2 separate regions of the Zea mays genome follow, and region 1 is linked to region 2. Evidence: chromatin contacts called from public Hi-C data. All regions are on one chromosome and are shown on one strand. Each heading gives the region's core, a stretch centred on a gene start, on an enhancer-like site or on the middle of the called end of the contact. The rest is flanking DNA. Distances are from core to core; before and after follow the strand shown.

Region 1 (2,700 bases), core at 13-2,512, 140 kb after region 2:
GGCCAGGTAGGAGAACGAGGGCGCGCCCGGCGGCGGGGCGACAACGCACAGGCTTTGGATGGAGAGAGGGGGGAGACGGACTGAACGAGAGCGAGGGCGGCTGGCACGCGGTAGATGCGGGGCGAGCCGTTCGGGAGCGAGGTCAGGGGAGGCGAGGGGAGGTTGGGGATTGGGTGTGGGGGGAGGCGGGCAGAAGCCTGGGCGATACACACGATACGGATCGTCCAGATCAATGGGTTGCAGGGGTTGCTCGCGTGGACGAGAGAGTGGTGGGCGATGAGCAAGGAGACACACGCGGGCGTGGGCAGTATCGGACGGACGACCAAAACAGAGGCGGGAGAGAATAGACGGTTAAGATCGTCGGAAGTCAGAACACAAGGGAGGCAGGCTACCCCTTGTAGCATTAATAATCCTCTTTCATCATAATTCAACTTATATATAATATTTCATCATAATTCAACTTATATATAATATTTCATCATAATTCAATTTATAATTTCATCCATAAACCCTAAACAAACAGGACAGTAACGAAGAATAGAGATAATTTTAACCTGAATTGCAGCAGTCGTTGCCACTGCTACTAGTAGTTACTACCGTCTACCGCCCACTATTTCCTTCCCCGCCACCTACTGACCTACCCCTCCACTTCCCTACCCTACTCTCCCCCCTCCCTCTCTCTTCCCCGCCTCTCCTCTCTCTTCCCGCAGCGGCAGTCGACGGCAAAACCCTAGATCCCTCTCCCTCTTAAACCCTCTACGAGGTAACGTTTCTTGCCCGGAGATTAGAGCTTTGGCTCTAGATCTCTCTTCTCCCCGTTTCCTCGATTGGTTCGGGACCTTCCATACGACCAATTTCGTGGTGTATATTGGCTGCTGCCTGTGTTACAGTGCGGGAGGATGTCGGAGCCTTCCAAGGTAATCCACATCCGCAACGTCGGGCACGAGATTGCCGAGGTATGTAGGGGATCAGTTAATGGGAAATCTTTAATCTTTTGGGCTTTGTTCTTTCTGGGGTCAAATTTTAATCCGATTGTTTGGTTTATGCGAAAGATTTGATTATTAGCTATTCTCCCACCGCTCCCCTGCCGTTGTGTTTGCAGTCTGATCTCCTTCAGCTGCTGCAGCCGTTCGGCGTGGTCTCCAAGATCGTCATGTTGCGTGCCAAGAACCAAGTGGGTTATTTCTTAATTCCAGCACTTGACTGAGTAGATTGACTATAGGTATTGCTTACTTGTGCTTGTTTCGAGGCTCAGACTCTTCTGCAGATGGAAGACATACATGCTTCCGTGAGTGCGCTGCAATATTACACTTCCGTTCAACCTAGCATAAGGTAATTTGGTCTATGCGTATTGGCTGCAATGCTTTATGGATGCCAAGGGCTCCAAAAGAGATATCCATACATGTATTACAGTGTAAGCAGCCAAGTAGCATGGTCATATGGCTGATAGATAATGTGTAGATTTATGGATGCTGATGATATATTTTTGGACTTTCTGTTGCGACAAGTGTTGAAATTAAGTACAACCTCTTTTTACCAATTGAGTTTAACATTCCATCCTATATGTGATTTATTATTTTGTGCATCATGTTTTACATTTTAGGGGAAGGAATGTTTACATGCAGTTCTCATCTCACCAAGAGCTTACCACAGACCAGAGCTCGCATGGAAGGAATTCTGATCAGGTATGCCATAATTATGTAATTTATAAAGTTTATTGTTATATTTCCTAATATAGTCTATACCTGAACCAATATATGCATTTATGCTATAGGCCTTGGTTGTAACTAATGCATGTTGGATATTATGCTATAGGCCCTGTATGTAACTGATGCATATTAGTGCATCATGTTTTGTTTTATTTTCTTATTGACCTTTGTTGGCATTAAGCTGTACGATAATTAATTAACCACATCTGACATGTAGGCATGAAAACAATAGTGCATTGACTTAAAACACGAAAACAATCATATTTCTTATTAGGTCCACTATTTGTGTGTGAGCGTATTTTTGGTTAATGTAGCACTGCGTTCTTTTAATATGTCTCTGTAAAACATCAGTTCTTGGGACTCTGGTATTGGTTTAGTTGCCGGCATGGCTACAGGTTTTTTGTGGTTTTTTTGGGGGTTGGGCTGGTTTGTTTTGAAGTAGGATTTGTAGTCCCCTCCATTTTCAGCAATCCATTTCATAACAAAATTGTGCTTGGTTATTAGTTTTGTAATGATGGAAAGGATGGGAGAAGGTTCTTAAAAGTTTCCATATGATGTAGCAGCGATAAAACTAGATCTCTATAAAAGTCATTGACATGTGCAACTAATTGTTAGAAAAGTGTACTGATTGTAAGTATGTTTAGCTGTAGTTTATATCTTTCTACCTCCTCTTGTAGATAGAGTTAGATTGTATCACATATCTGCTGTCTCTTGTATTCCAACTAGTTATACACATTCCTCCCTATTTATTCTTTTCTTTCTATCTCCTCTTTTCTGTCTCGGTGCTTGCTGCTGCTTGGCCTCAGGAGTCTGAACCCAACCGAATCCTCTTAGTTACTATCCACCACATGATCTATCCTATAACGGTGGAGGTTCTACATCAAGTATTCAAAGCTTATGGATTTGTGGAGAAGATTGTCACATTTCAAAAGTCAGCTGGTTAGATTTTCCTGCTCTCTTTCTCTTTCACCACGCACACGTGCACCTAGTA
Region 2 (2,708 bases), core at 92-2,591:
ACCTGCTCCGTTAACAGTTCCGCTTGATACTCCTCCAGCTGCATAACCTGCGATTCCAGCTCCGCGATATAGGCCTATACATGGGACCAAACGAAAGCATCAAATTCAGATGCTCAAGTAACCAAAACCAAGTACGCACAGAGAACAGTTCAAAATCACGCAAGAGTCAATCAAATTCTGCGCGCCACCGAGATAATTCAATTTTTAGCCCCCCTTACTACCTGTTTCCTGTCCCTAGACCTCGCTGCGGACTCTCGGTTCTTGATCATGCGCTTCTGCCGCTGCATGACGGCACGGTCCGCGGGATCCAGAAGAGCCCGCTTCCTGCTTCCCCTCCCGCCGCCTGCTTCCCCCGCCACGCTCCCTGCCGCGTCTCCTTCACAGTTAGGGAACCCTAGCGCCATGTCCCCCTCCATCACCGCCGCCATGGCGCAGGAATCCCTGGCGAGGAAATCCTCCAGCGTCATCTCCGAGGCGCCGCCGCCGCCGCCTCTGGCCCCGGCGCCGGTGCTGGCGGCGGGAGGGGGAGGGAGGACGGGAGCGGAGAGCCCCCCGGCGGCGGAGATCTCCTTCCACACCTCCTCCGACGTCCGCCGGGCAGCAGCCTCCGGGGCCGCCGGGGAGGGCTCCACCCGGCCGTTGACGGTGGCGTTGACGGCCTCGGGGCCGTAGATTTCACGCATAATGTTGTCCATGTTCATGGATCCGATGCCGCCGCTGCTCCTGAATCGCGCTAGGTCCGAGGACGAGCCGGCGCCGGCGTGCTGCGGCGGGGACGAGGACGCCATCACCCGCGACGACGCCATGCGCCGGGGCGCGCGGCCGGCCCACGGCCCAAAAGGGAAGGAGAAAAGGGGGGGCAAAACTTCAGACAGTCGGCTAGCGCAGGTCGAGTGAGGACAGGTCAGGCCGGCTCTCGCTTTCCGCGATGTTCCGTTGCTTTCTTGTCCCGGGAGGGGCGACGGGCGAGAGCGAGACGAGGGGAACCGAGCGAACGAGAGAGAAGCGAAGCGACTGCGACTTCTGAGAGCTTGGAATGGAAGATTTCTGGGTTCGGATCGGCGCATGCGCCGCGGGCTGTGCTTTTGCGGCTCTCTGCGTGTCCTCTGTACTTGACGGCCGTCGAAACTGTCCAGTGATGTGTGGTTCGCCCGAGATCAGAGATGGCAAAGCGGACAAGCGAACGCGCCAATAAAACACGAACGTCGACGTGTGTTTCGCGCATCCCTCGTCCCGGTGCTCCGTCGTCCCGCTGAACTCCACGTGTTCCTTCCTCCGCTCCCCTCTCCCGGCCTCCTTGAATTAGCCGGCGTCCGGTGGTGGTAAACCCATGAGAAGGAAAGGATGGATCGCCTCCACTGATCCACCCGCCCGCCATGTCGCCGCACCCTCTCCACTCCTCGTCGGGCGTGTCCGACATGGACGAGATGGCGGCGACTCACGCCCACGCCCACGCCCACGCCCACGCCGCGCGCGCCCAGGTCGTCGTCCTCCCCTCCGCGCGGCCCTCCTCCCCTCCGCGCGCCTCCATCCCCGTCTCCTCCTCTGCCTACGCGCCTCCACAGACTGCTGCCGCCAAGCTCCCATTCTCCGCAGCGGTGTCCGCACCCACCTCCGCCTCGGGCTCCATCACTGTCGCTATCGCCTCCAGCGGGTTGGGCCCCGAGCCCAGCACGCTCACCGAGCCCGTCTGGGACACCGTCAAGCGCGACCTCGCCCGTATCGTGAGCAACCTCAAGCTCGTTGTCTTCCCCAACCCCTTCCGCGAGGACCCTGGCAAGGCTCTGCGCGACTGGGACCTCTGGGGCCCCTTCTTCTTCATCGTCTTACTCGGACTCATCCTCTCCTGGTCGGCCACCGCCAAGAAGGTATCCCAGCGTCTCGATGGGTTTTTTCTTACCTACACTCGTTCCGCTATATGGAACAGGATCCCATTGGTACTCAATTAAGTTTGATCTAACACGATCACTATGTCTGGAAACCAGTAAAAATGTCGAAATGCTAGGTATACAAGTATTTCAGTCATTAAATTTATAAGGTTGGCTAGGGACCACCGCACATCTTCAGTGCAGCAATGGGACTACCCCGTGTGTCTCTCCCTAACCTCTGCCTCTGCCATGATTCCGTCCATCTTTGGACTAAACAGACCCCTAAGGCCACTGCATTTCAGGCATCTTAGAGTCGAGATGAATGAAGACAGTATTATAAACTAGTAACCTTAAACTTAGGATCTTAATCGCTTAGCTTACCATTACAATAGCTAGTGCTTAGATTAACACTTGATCACACTTAGATTTACACTAACATAAGGATTGAAGATGTCCAGACAGCTGCTGAAGTCCACTTGCCTGCGTGATGCAGACGTAGGTAGATCAAATTCTCTAGGGACATCGGTGACGAGGACAACAACACCTAGGAGCATATGCTGTTAGAAAGCAGAATGTTTTGTGAGAGACAGTGTGCTTTTGCCTTATGAAAAGAAAACAATGTCAATCTAGGAGTTTATGTTGAGCTGACACGGAACACTTTTAGGGTTGAAGCCATATGTGTCTATCTTGCCTTCAAGAATTGAGTAATAATCATCAGTATCAGGCTTAAAACGTAAGACTCTTGATGCTCAATGTCTAGCTATCATGGATATAGGACTATAGGAGCATATTTGCTTCAGCTGCTCAAAAATTGAAAGGGCTTAAGGATATTCTTCCAAT

Evidence for each region. Hi-C and Micro-C count contacts between places; a contact is called where the count stands out from the background.
Region 1: a Hi-C map of ear shows a contact between it and region 2, with 8 times the contacts expected there. The contact joins the promoter of LOC100383701 here to the promoter of LOC100273791 in region 2. A contact is called at or near these places in 7 of 25 Hi-C or Micro-C datasets (bundle sheath, ear, leaf and 2 more).

The regions. Positions count from the first base shown.
Region 1 is chr6:161,355,727-161,358,426 of Zm-B73-REFERENCE-NAM-5.0, forward strand. It overlaps LOC100383701, which reads left to right and starts at 1,263. Exons shown (of 12, transcript NM_001176338.1): 1 at 1,263-1,332; 2 at 1,604-1,685; 3 at 2,516-2,648. The coding sequence starts at 1,268. It also overlaps the pseudogene LOC103631543.
Region 2 is chr6:161,215,447-161,218,154 of Zm-B73-REFERENCE-NAM-5.0, forward strand. It overlaps LOC100273791, which reads left to right and starts at 1,342. Exons shown (of 3, transcript NM_001148193.1): 1 at 1,342-1,868. The coding sequence starts at 1,419. It overlaps LOC100279460, which reads right to left and starts at 1,043. Exons shown (of 4, transcript NM_001360971.1): 1 at 222-1,043; 2 at 3-74. The coding sequence starts at 806.